Linked DNA regions of Mus musculus: region 1 is linked to region 2. The links are chromatin contacts, called in public promoter capture Hi-C maps. All regions are on one chromosome and are shown on one strand. Each heading gives the region's core, a stretch centred on a gene start, on an enhancer-like site or on the middle of the called end of the contact. The rest is flanking DNA. Distances are from core to core; before and after follow the strand shown.

Region 1 (6,415 bases), core at 3,055-5,554, 480 kb before region 2:
ATGGGCCTCCTGGCCTCCAGCCTGCTCTGAGGAGCCTTTGGTATATGACATTTTCAGAGGAGAGTGGCCTGGATGAGGAATGACTGATGGTTTGATCTTCATGCTAATGTTTATTGTTTAGTATGGTTGCCTGAAGCCTTATGCTAAAAAAGATAACATAGAGGCTGGAGTGTTAAGATTGCTGACTGCTCATTCAGAGGCCCTGGGTTCAGTTCCTAATACCCACAGGAGACAGCTTGCAACCACTTATAATTCCAGTTCCTAGGTATCTTTGAGAACCCCAACAGACACCTGTATGTATACAATGCACATAAATTCATGCAGACACACATACATACACATACATTTAAAAAATAGATAAATAAAAAAAGAGATGAGATAGAAATAGTCCAGCTTTGTCAGGAAGAGCATCATGTTCAATTAGTGATACCTGCTATAGGCATGAGAATGGGACGTGCAGTACCAAACCCCTGGTTGGGACAACCTAGCTAGGCCTTACTCTATTAGAATTGATAGGACCTACAGATACATTGAGAAGCACCGAGCTTGACACAACTGGGACAGGAGGCCACAAGAGAACCCAGCCCATGCTTGGATTATACTCAGGAGCAGGAGCATACATTTTTGAGTCACTCCTTAGCGTTCAATCTTCTTAAAATGGAATCTCTTTACCCACTATTCTGGAAGCCAGAGTCTCCCACCCCCAAAACATCCCTCTGAGGGAAGATTGGGAAGCAAGACGCTGCCTGGAAGAGATAACCCAAAGCTGACCCCTCTATATCTGTGATCCAGGTGGATGAAGCGGCCCCGATGTGGGGTTCCTGATCAGTTTGGGGTACATGTGAAAGCCAACCTGCGTCGACGGCGGAAACGTTACACCCTGACAGGAAAGGCATGGAACAATTACCACCTGACCTTCAGGTACGGGTCCAGCTTCAAGGGGCGCTGTTCTGCCCTCTCAGGGGGACTTGGGTTTTCCCAGAAGAGGCCTGGCCTTACTCAGTCCCAGCTCACAATCTAGGGCCTCCCTCCAGGGAAAGATGGGTCACTGTCACGTGTCTCCTGCTTGGTCCTTATCTGACCCCAGCTGGTTGCAAGCTATACTGGCCTAATGTGACCAGACGAGCTCTTGAATCAGTGTGGTCAGTAGGTGTGGGGGACAGACATCCTGCTTTAACTCAGGTCTCAGATCCTTGAGCAAATGCATGGTCCACTAGGTCAGTGTCCCCCTGCCCCTTGTGGTTTATGACAGTCTATCTGCACCAGCAGCTGAGTCTAATCCTCAGGGAAGGGGCAGGCTTTCTGCTTCATATGCAGGCTCTAGACCAGTGGTTCTCAATATATGGGTTGCAACCACTCTGAAGTGGCATATCAGATAACATGCATATCAGATATTTATATCATAGTTTATAGCAGTAGCAAAATTATGGTTATGAAGTAGCAATACAATGATTTTATGGTTGGGGGTGGTGACCACACCATACCATGAGGATCTGTATTAAAGGGTCGGAGCATTAGGAAGGTTGAGAGCCCCTGCTCTGGGCTGTATATATATCCTTTGTGCAGTATCTCACTTAATCCTCTCGAGGACTCACACACACACACACAAACACACACACACACACACACACACACACACAAAGAAAGCATTAGCTCCTCCCCTTTTGCTGTCTTTCAAATAGAGAAACTGAATCTGTCTAGTCAAATGTCCAAAGTCACACAGCTAAAGTTAGGGTCTGCCTAGCCCTAGGGTCAATATCCAGGGTGGCTTGGCTTGTTTCCTAGACTTCAGCTGCCTCTATCCCATGGCCACAAAGAGCTGTGCTTTCTTTCACTTACTATTTTTACTACCTTTTGTTTTGAGATTTGGGGGTGTGGGGAGGGTTGCTAAGACGAGGTCAGGTCCTCATGTAATACCCAGTATGCGCTCAAGCTTACGATGTAGCTGAAGCTAACCTTGAACCCCCGACCTTACTACCTCCAGCTTCCAAGTGGTGGGATTTCAGGGGTACACTACCATACCCACCTCCTGACTGTATTTTTATTTTCTTTGTTTCTTTTTGGTTTTTCAAGACAGGGTCTCACTATGTAGCTCTGGCTAGCCTGGAACTTACTCTGTAGACCAGCTGGCCTTGAACTTTGAGATCCACTTTGCTCCAGCCTCCTGAGTGCTGGGATTAAAGGCATAGGCCGCCACCAAGCCTCACTGTCTTTCTTATTTTAAATCTGCTTGTCTTCCACCATGAAAACGTAGGGCCGTATCTTAAAAAATTACTGGATGTGACAAGTTCTAATTCATATCTAAGAGTGGATAGCGTGGCATCATTATGTAATCTTAGGAAGGTGGCAGCAATGGACGGTGGTATCCCATAGGCCCTTATCTCTGTTAGGGCCCTGTTAACTCTTATCTCCCCGCCCACCCGCAGCATCCAGAACTACACTGAGAAGCTGGGCTGGTACAACTCCATGGAGGCGGTGCGCAGGGCTTTCCAAGTGTGGGAGCAGGTCACACCATTGGTCTTCCAGGAAGTATCCTATGATGACATTCGGCTACGAAGGCGAGCGGAGGCTGACATCATGGTACTCTTTGCCTCTGGCTTCCATGGCGACAGCTCACCGTTTGATGGCGTGGGTGGCTTTCTGGCCCACGCTTATTTCCCCGGCCCTGGTCTGGGTGGGGACACCCATTTCGACGCAGATGAACCCTGGACCTTCTCCAGCACTGACCTGCATGGTGAGGACAGCTGGCCAGGACAGGGTGGGAGCAGGCAGGGCAGTGCCTAAGCTTGGCTGGTCCCTCCAGCTCAGTAGCTTCAGGCTCAGGAGGAGAGAATGTCCCCTATTCATGACTCTGAAGCCTTGTACTTAATCTCAGTCTGTTGTCCCACCAAGGGAAGGTGGGAAGAGAAGGGGATGTTGGACCCATTTCTCAGATGGGGAAAATAGAAGCCAAAAGTAAGAGAAGCTCAGTCCCATCCAAGAGAGAAGCAAGAGTAGGGTCCATGGCAGCCTGGAGGGCCTAGATGACCGGAGTGACTGAATATGCCTTCCCGACAGGAATCAGCCTCTTTCTGGTGGCCGTGCATGAGCTGGGCCATGCCCTGGGGCTAGAACACTCAAGTAACCCCAGCGCTATTATGGCACCCTTCTACCAGTGGATGGATACCGACAACTTCCAGCTGCCCGAAGATGACCTTCGGGGCATCCAGCAGCTGTATGGTGAGTAGGCTGTGCCCTGTTAGCCGTGCAAGACAAGCACTACTCTGCTCCCATTCTATAGGCAGGAAAACTGAGGCCCAGTCACTTGCCCAGAACCCACACTGGCTCCAGGCTGGAACTGCAAGAAGATTTAGATGACCCACCCTATCTCCCTCCTATCTTTGGCACTATCCCTACTAGACTAAAGTTGTCCCAAGGACCCATAGTCTGTTCCCAGCACTTCCCAGTGGATTTGGGGTGAGACAGCTGCCTATCTAGCCCAGACTCTACATAGCAAATCTACAGTGGCCAGATCTCCCCAAGGCCAGCTCTTCTGTCAGCCTCCTCAGGGGGGCACCTGACAGATGTACCTTCCTCCATCCCCAGCAATTCAGTACTAAGCTGTGCATCTGGTAGAGTTCAAGTTGCCCAAGCCAGGGCTCTGCTCCTTACTCCGCAGGTGCCTTACTTCCTAGGGCCTGGCCAGGCAAGGAGACTGTCCCCAGGCAAAGCAGAAGCAGGTAGCCTCCCATCCCAGAGAAGTTAAGAAAAAGATTGTGTGGAGGAGGCTGGGGGGTTAGGAGGTAGGGGAATGAACTGGTAACAGAGAGATCTTCTCTGGATAGACAGGACCTTGTTCCTGGAGGGGGTCCCTGTTGGGGTCCAAGTCTCTCCAGGCTGGAAGGAGACTCAGGACTCCAGCACTTTGTATAGGAGAACCTGGCACCCAGGCTGGACTCTGCGCCTGCCTTCTCACGGCCTGATCCCCTCCTCTCTGTAGGCTCCCCAGATGGTAAGCCACAGCCCACCCGGCCTCTCCCCACTGTGAGGCCCCGGCGGCCAGGACGGCCAGATCACCAGCCACCTCGGCCTCCCCAGCCACCACATCCAGGTGGGAAGCCAGAAAGGCCCCCCAAACCAGGGCCCCCACCCCAGCCCCGAGCCACAGAGAGGCCTGACCAGTATGGCCCCAACATCTGCGATGGCAACTTCGACACAGTGGCTGTGCTCCGCGGAGAGATGTTTGTGTTCAAGGTCTGGCCCCACCCTCCTAGTGCCTTCCCCAGCCAACCCAGAACCTGGCCCCACCTCCCCCCACCCCCAGCCTCTCTAAGTCCTGTTCAGAGCCTTGCCTGGCTCCTCCCTCGCTAACAGCTTCTGGGTGCTTACCAGACCCCAGGCGAGGAAGAAACCAACCCAAGAAAACAAGGGACTTGCCAAGGGTCACACAGCAGTCAGATTCCCGCTTCTCAGCCCAAAGCTCCCTCCTTGGAGCTGCCTTGGCTTTCCAGGTACTGCCTGGCTCCTGGGGTCTCTATGGCCTGTCTGACAGATCATCCCTGACCTGGGAAGAAGCAGAGTTAAGCATAGCTCCCACCCTGAGCCAAGGTACCTTGCACATGCCGCCCGTCAATACCCACCCTCTTCCCCAGGGCCGCTGGTTCTGGCGAGTCAGGCACAACCGCGTTCTAGACAACTACCCCATGCCAATTGGCCACTTCTGGCGCGGTCTGCCGGGGAACATCAGTGCTGCCTACGAGCGCCAGGATGGACATTTTGTCTTCTTCAAAGGTAAGCAGGAGGCCTTGAGAGGGACCAGGCAGCCCTCGTGCCCTGTTGGGTCTAGGAAAGAAGAGAAGACTGCATTTCCCATCACTATGGTGGGCTGACTCAACACCTGGAGGTAGCATAGTGTGAATGGAGAGGCAGACAGGCTGGGGGATCAGGCAGCCCTAGACCCTGCAGGCCTGGATTACAACTGTATCCCTGTCCATCTTCTGCAGTCTAGAAGGCCATGCAGAGTGTGTGAGTCAGACTGGGTGGTAGCGGATGACTTGTACACAGAGAAATGAGCATCTCGCAGGTGGCCATGGGGATAGGCGTAGATGCGTGGGTTGCGAGATGGGCAGTGGTGGTGTGTATGGGTAGCATTTCCTCTGCCACCTCCGTCCCCAATCTGGGCTTATCCTCACACAGCCTGCTGCTCCCCATACAGGTAACCGCTACTGGCTTTTCCGAGAAGCCAATCTGGAGCCCGGCTACCCACAGCCGCTGAGCAGCTATGGCACAGACATCCCCTATGACCGCATTGACACAGCCATCTGGTGGGAGCCCACAGGTCACACCTTCTTCTTTCAAGCAGACAGGTGAGCGGTTTGCCATGCCCTTTCCCTTAAAGGAAGAGGCTCTAGCCAGGGCCTCTCATTTTCAGACCTGCCCAGGGAGAGGCTATAGGGGAAGGGGAAAGACCCAAGGCCCAAACCGGGCAGGGCTCCAGGTTCACAGCCTGATGCTTCTGGTCATAGGTACTGGCGCTTCAACGAGGAGACACAGCATGGAGACCCTGGCTACCCCAAGCCCATCAGTGTCTGGCAGGGGATCCCCACCTCTCCCAAAGGGGCCTTCCTCAGCAACGATGCAGGTACTGCACCATTCCCTCCCAGAGGACTCAACACTTGCTACATACTCTGCTACATACACAGGATACAGGGCTTGTCCAAGGTCCCATGGTACTGTGATGGCATGGAAGGGGGACCTAACTGTGCCATGTTCCAGCATGACAGCCTGCCCACCCTGCATCATGACTGCCCTCTTTTATTTTAATTCAGTTTTTTTATTTTTATTAGATATTTTCTTCATTTACCATTCAAATGCTATCCCAAAAGTCCCTTATACCCTCCCCCTCCCCTGCTCTCCAACCCACCCACTCCCCCTTCCTGGCCCTGACATTCCCCTGTATTGGGGCATATAATCTTTGCAAGATCAAGGGCCTCTCCTCCCAGTGATGGCCTATTAGGCCATCTTCTACTCCATGTTCATCTGAGACACGAGCTCAGGGGTACTGGTTAGTTCATATTGCTGATTACTGTCCTCTTCTGATGGGACCTCCAACCCCACAGCTAAGAGAGGCTGCTGTCTAGGTGCCTCCCGTGTCTGTCTAGGTCTGGAGCTAAAGCTGGGCAGTAGTTCAGAGCACTGGGAGCAAGTCCACTCACAGACCTGCCGAAGAAGCTCTAGTACCTGTCATTGTAACTGAGTGACAGGAGCCGTGACTCGGCTAGTTCTCCAGCAGGGCCCCTCTGTGTCTGATTTTTTACTTGGGACTCTGATGTTCAGGGCAGACCTGCCAGCTTTACCAGTGCTCCACCTGACCCCCTGCTTCCGTGTGCAGGCATGTCACTGTGCTCAGTAAAGCCCAGACACACCCTGTGCTTCA
Region 2 (6,522 bases), core at 1,401-3,900:
GGTTGTGAGCCACCATGTGGTTGCTGGGATTTGAACTCATAACCTTTGGAAGAGCAGTCAGTGCTCTTACCTGCTGAGCCATTTCTCCAGCCCCTAGAACATTCTTATATGGCCTAGAACATTCATCTGTTTGCCTCTGCCTCCTTCCTGGGCTGGCTGGACTTAGAGAGAGGGCTTCTCATTCGAATGTTTTCACTATCGGGTTATACACAACCTAACTTCAGGCTTTCCTTTTGCCTTGAAAACCAGGAGGCTCACTCTTCTGAAAACCAATCCTCAGTGTTCTCACTGCAGTGCAGAGTCTGAACCTCCGAGAGGAATAACGTTTCTTAAACAGACACAGCTAAGCCCACACTTAAGAGCAACCCTAAGGAAGCTCATGCCTGTAATCTCAGTGTTTGGGAGGCTGAGGCAGGAGGACTGGTGTGATTTCAAGGTCAGCTTGGACCACATAGCTAGTTCTGGGCTATATAGTATAATTCTGTCTCAAAAAACCAACCAAACATGCACACACACACACCTGAGTTGGGAGGGGCTATGCTCTCGTCTTAGACTCAGCCAAAAGCTAGCCTGTCCACTTCCTACCTGCGTGACCTTGGGTAAGTCACTTTAGCCCCCCCCCTCGCCCCCCAAGCGTTTTCATGGTGTAAGCTTTCTTGTGAAGAGTATGCTGATATTAGTAAGCATTACCTGGGTGGGCCTGGTGCAGCCTGTGCTTAACATAGATGAGGCTTGGGAGATGGTCCCTAACAACCTCTACTTTGGGGCTGGTAAGATGGCTGAATGGGTAAAAGTACTTGCAATCAAGATTAATGACTTGAGTTCGATCCCTGGGACCCATTCAGTGGACAGAAAGAATGGGCAGGTTGGTCTCTGACCTCCATATAGGAACTATGGAATGTTCATTCATTCACATTCTTATTTTCTGTAGTTTAAAAAAAAAATCGCTGTGCGGTGGTGGTACATGCCTTTAATCCCAGCACGTGGGAGGCAGAGGCAGGCAGATTTCTGAGTTCGAGGCCAGCCTGGTCTACAAAGTGAATTCCAGGACAGCCAGGACGACACACAGAGAAACCCTGTCTCGAAAAACCAAAATAAAAATAAATAAATAAATAAATAAGTCCCGGGCTGGAGAGACAGCTCAGCGTTTAAGAGCACTGACTGCTCTTCCAGAGGTCCTGAGTTCAATTCCCAGCAAACACATGGTGGCTCACAACCATCTGTAATGGGATCTGATGCCCTCTTCTGCTGTGTCTGAAGAGAGCGAAAGTGTATTCATATACATAAAATAAATAAACCTTTTTTGTTGTTGTTGTTTTAAAATCCCATTTCCTCCCCACAAAGGCAGTGATTCAGCCACAACCACTCTCCAACCCTCCTGATAAGGTCAGCCCACCGCAATGGAGGAGGTCTAGAACAGTACATAGGCCCCTGAGGATGCTTCCCAGATGTGCCTTCTAATGATGGACAAAGCTGGGAACATCAACCCAGGAAAGAAGAGAGAAGTGCAAGTGCTCTGGGACATCTGCCATCCAGCAATTAAGGGACACAGTCCCAGTGCTGGGGCCCTCTGCTGGGGCCAGAATCAGAAACACCAGTCTGGCCACAGACTTCTTCCTCTTATGACGCAATCTCCCTTCCCAGCCAGCAACTCAGCAAAATCTCAGTGGTGAGTAGTAAAGGCAGTCTGGGGACTCCCCTGGTCCAGGCATTGCTCCAGAGAGGTCTAAGGCCATCCCTTCCACATTGCTCACACCGCAGAAAAACATACTTCAAGGTCCCGTGACCCTAAGTCTCTCTAGGAAGCAGGTTTCCTTTTGGCACCCCTACCCAGTCCTCGGCCATTTGCCCAGCCTCTCCTGCAACCACACAAAAGCTCAGGACGAGCAACCCCATCCCTTGGACCACTCTCACTGCTCTAAGAGCTTTTACCTCGGCCCCAATCATTTAGCCCAACTTACCTGCTAATCTAGAAGAGGGCTGTTTCCTCTGCCTAAAGGTATGGGGTCAGAGCCCCCTCACCTCCCCTTTTGGCCTCAAGTTCTTCTCAAGGCTTTATCTAAAAATCTGCAGTCAGAAGAGAGAAGAGTTTGACCTTTTGCAGCTGGCTACCAGGGCAGGGGGTGGGAGATTACACTGAGTGGTTCTGAATAACCTATAGCAAGGAGTGGAGTGCCAGTTCAAATAGGGAAAAGGTACACGAAGGAAAGAGGTTACATTAAAGTCACGGTGAGCAGTTGGCGGGGCCAGAGCTATAAGCACGATGCACATTATTTATTAGGTCGGAGATGGAACAGATCTCACATGGTTCCCAGACCAGCCCGGGACCAGCACTGAAACACGAGGTTTGGATTGCATTAGGAGGTGGGACAGCGAGCACCTGACCAGGGTGGGTTGGGATGAGCCCCAAGCCTGGCGAAAAAGCGGTGGGTTGCGTTTTTAACTCCAAAGCTAACTCGATCCTGGCCTAGGACTGAGTGGAGAGCCGTCAGGCTAAGGTGTGGCTGGACTGGTGCAGCAGAAAGCAACAGGCAAAGACGGCTGTGGAGCCCTACAGGGATCTGGTCTCAGCAGTGATGGGGAACTCTGAAGACCCAAGAACCCTACAACCCCACCTTGCACCTCCCGTACCTCCTTTCACATACCTTGTAGGCGTTGTTCCGGAGCCGACTCAAGTAACACGTGAGCCTGAATCACATGACCGTCCAGCTAGCACAGGCCGCAGGAAACTCTGGGAGTTGTAGTTTTTAAGTCAGTGTCACCATCGGACCACACCAGCTTCTCAACCCAACAATAGTTCTGAGCCAGCCTAGCTTTCTGCCAACCCGTTTATCCAGTTATTTTTAGACTTGGTCCCTTGGCCAAATTAAACACTGTTCCTTCCTCCTGGAAAGAGCGTTAAGAGGTTTGGCATCTTTGTCCTCAGGAGCCACGGGCCAAAGCTATTTGGCCTCATTATGTTTGTTCCTGCATTCATTGCCACAGCAAGTGACCCCAGAGTTTCTTTGACTGAGGAGTGTGAGGGACCTTTGAACAAGAGAGAGAGAGAGAGAAAGAGTCAGTTTGAGCATTCATTAATCCCTGGCTACAACCTCAAGGCTAGATTTCGGAAATGTTTGAGGCGGTTCAGGCTCTCGACTTATTGAATGAAGGTGAATTGCCTAGAGCTTTGGCTTCTGGGCTGTATGCCGTTTATAAAGGAAGTCCTTTTCTGCCTCTTTATTTGTGGTTCTAGAACTTGAATCTGAGCCCCAGGAAGGAGCGATATCTTTCAATTATATTCACAGTCTAGTTTAATTATTATTTTTTCTTTTCTTTCTTTCTTTTTTCTCTTTTAAAAGATTTATTTATTTATTATGTATACAGCGTTCTGCCTGTATCCTACAGGGCAGAAGAGTGCACCAGATCTCATTACTGATGGTTGTGAGCCATGTGGTTGCTGGGAATTGAACTCAGGACCTCCGGAACAGCAGACAGTTCTCTTAACCTCTGAGCCATCTCTCCAGCACCAGTTTTTCCTTTTACATTTACTTACGTGTGTCTGTGCATTCACAGTATGCACGGGGAGTCCACAGGGCAACTCTCACGAGTTGCTTCCCTCCTTTCATCCTGTGGCTTCTGGGGATTGAGTTCAGGTCTTCAGGGTTGGTAACAAGTGCCTTTACACGTTGAGCCTCTCAATGGGTCTACCTCTCATTTGAAAAAGTTGGGTATGGGACACATGCCTGTAAACCCAGCATTCAACAGACTGAGGCAGGAGAGCAGTGAGCTTGAAGCTAGCTTGGGTTCCACAATAAAATCCTGGCTCAGGAAGCAATGCTACCTCCCCACCCCACCGGCCCAAGATGAAAAAGGAGGCGATGTTACTGAGATTAGCAGAGCCAAGTACAGACATAAGAAATAATATAGAGCCGGGCGTGGTGGCGCACACCTTTAATACCAGCACTCAGGAGGCAGAGGCAGGCGGATTTCTGAGTTCAAGGCCAGCCTGGTGTACAAAGTGAGCTCCTGGACAGACAGGGCTATATAGAGAAACCCTGTCTCGAAAAACCAAAAAAAAAAAAAAAAAAAAAAAAAAAAAAGAGAGAAATAATATAGAGATCTGTGTGTCAGTTTGCCTCAACACACGAGTTCACAGAACTTTGGTACAACATCATACAACCAGAATATTGACATTGACACAATCTGTTAATAATATTCATCATTATTATTAAATTTACTTATTTTAATGTGTGTGTGTTTCTGTCTGTGTGCAGCACATGTCTTGACGATGCATCAGATTCCTTGAAACTGGAGTTACAGACAGCTGTCAGCTGCCGTGTTCCTGGGAATTGAACTCAGCCCCTGTGGAAGACCAACTAGTGCTCTAAACCCTTGAGCCATCTTCTCAGCCCTTGCTGATATTCTTTTTTTTTATTTAAGATTTATTTATTTTATATACATGAGTACACTGTCTTCAGACACACCAGAAGAAGGCATCAGATCCCATTACAGATGGTTGTGAGTCATCATGTGGTTGCTGGGAATTGAACTCAGGACCTCTGGAAACACAGTCAGTGCTTTTAACCGCCGAGCCATCTCTCCAGCCCTCTGCTGATATTCTTTAAATCTTCCATCTTATTTGGTTGTATTCGTTCTATAAAATTTTATCTCACATGAGCGATACTGAACCTGAGTTCAGTTCCCAGAGTTCACAGCACCTACAGCTCTAGCTCCAGGGGATCTAACACCCTCTTCTAGGCTCAGAGGTCTCTCTCTCTCTCTCTCTCTGTCTCTCTCTCTCTCTCTCTCTCTCTCTCTCACACACACACACACACACACACACACACACACACACACACACGCTTATCACAGCAGTAAGGCTGCATCACATAAAAGAGATCAAGCATTTCCAGCACCATAGGGTTCTGCCTTTTCTTAAAAGAATAAAATAAAACCTTATTAGATAAAACAAAACCTAACACATATGAATTAGACAAAACAAACACAAGGAAAAGAATCCAAGAAAAGGCACAAGAATCAGAGACCCACTTGTTCACACACTCAGGAATCCTAAGGAAACATTAAACTAGAAAGCAATAATATGGATGTATGTGAAAGACCTGGTGCAGGCCTGGTGTGAGCACCAGTCTCTGTGAATTCATATGAGCGTTGATCATATTGGTGTAAAGGGCCTTGTTTTCTTGGTGACCTGTAACCTGTTACACCCTTTCCACATCTCTTCCTTAGGGTTCCCTAAGACTAAAGGGGAGGGATTTGATGGAGACATCCCACATAGGGCTGAGTATTCCAAGGTCTCCCCCTCTTGGCATAATATCTGCTGTTGGGCCTCAGTATTTGTTCCCATCTGCTGTAGGAGGAAGTTTATCTGATAATGGCTGAGCAAGGTACTGATCTATGAGCATAGAGAATGTCATTAAGAGACTTTTTTTTTTTTTTTTTTTTTTTTTTTTTTTTTTTTTTGGAGACAGGGTTTCTCTGTGTAGCCCTGGCTGTCCTGGAACTCACTCTGTAGACCAGGCTGGCCTCGAACTCAGAAATACACCTGCCTCTGCCTCACGAGTGCTGAGATTAAAGATGTGTGCCACCACTGCCCGGCATTTAAGAGACATTTTTTTTTTTTTGGTTTTTTTTGAGACAGGGTTTCTCTGTATAGCCCTGGCTGTCCTGGAACTCACTCTGTAGACCAGGCTGGCCTCGAACTCAGAAATTCGCCTGCCTCTGCCTCCCGAGTGCTGGGATTAAAGGCGTGTGCCACCACGCCCGGCTTAAGAGACATTTTATTGCTACTTTTTTTGGGGGGGGTTTCTTTTTTTTATTAGATATTTTCTTTATTTACATTTCAAATGCTATTCTGAAAGTTCCCTATATCTTCCCTCCGCCCTGTTCCCCTACCCACTCACTCCCACTTCTTGGCCCTTGCGTTCCCCTGTACTGGGGCATATAAATTTTGCAAGACCAAGGGGGGCCTCTCTTCCCAATGATGGCCGACTAGGCCATCTTCTGTACATATGCAGCTAGAGACACGAGCTCTGGGGGTACTGATTAGTTCATATTGTTGTTCCACCTATAGGGTTGCAGACCCCTTCAGCTCCTTGGGTACTTTCTCTAGCTCCTCCATTGGGGGCCTTGTTTTCCATCTTATAGATGACTGTGAGTATCCACTTCTGTATTTGCCAGGCACTGGCATAGCCTCACTTGAGACAGATATATCAGGGTCCTTTCAGCAAAATCTTGCTGGCATATGCAATAGTGTCTGGGTTTGGCGGCTGATTATGGGATGGATCCCCAGGTGGGGTAGTCTCTGGATGGTCCATCCTTTCGTCTTAGCTCCAAAATTTGTCTCTGTAACTCCTTTCATGGGTATTTTGTTCCCTATTCTAAGGAGGAATGAAGTATTCACACGTTGGTCTTTCTTCTTGATTTTCTTGTGTTTTGCAAATTGTATATTGGTTATTCTAAGTTTCTGGGCTAATATCCACTTATCAGTGAGTGCATATCAAGTGACTTCTTTTGTGATTG

What was found. Promoter capture Hi-C pulls out the DNA fragments that hold promoters and counts their contacts.
Region 1: a promoter capture Hi-C map of embryonic stem cells shows a contact between it and region 2, with 2.0 times the contacts expected there. The contact joins the enhancer-like site here to the promoter of Slc38a7 in region 2. A contact is called at or near these places in 3 of 39 promoter capture datasets (cranial neural crest, embryonic stem cells and second pharyngeal arch cranial neural crest), 1 of 484 Hi-C or Micro-C datasets (embryonic stem cells) and 3 of 115 datasets of contacts at active chromatin or transcription factors (embryonic limb bud, embryonic midbrain and embryonic stem cells).

The regions. Positions count from the first base shown.
Region 1 is chr8:95,365,502-95,371,916 of GRCm38.p6, forward strand. Mmp15 (matrix metallopeptidase 15) reads left to right here. Exons shown (of 10, transcript NM_008609.4): 3 at 793-921; 4 at 2,427-2,734; 5 at 3,058-3,219; 6 at 3,980-4,233; 7 at 4,632-4,770; 8 at 5,195-5,345; 9 at 5,505-5,620. Among named protein-coding and RNA genes, the nearest start is that of Mmp15, 16 kb to the left of the region's middle. Within about 2 kb of position 4,305, at least 89 of the 459 cell types and tissues checked have an H3K27ac peak or open chromatin away from gene starts, as enhancers often do. A contact at or near this core is called in embryonic limb bud and embryonic stem cells, where this site is marked.
Region 2 is chr8:95,850,841-95,857,362 of GRCm38.p6, forward strand. It overlaps Slc38a7 (solute carrier family 38, member 7), which reads right to left and starts at 2,651. Exons shown (of 12, transcript NM_172758.4): 1 at 2,632-2,651; 2 at 1,962-2,067.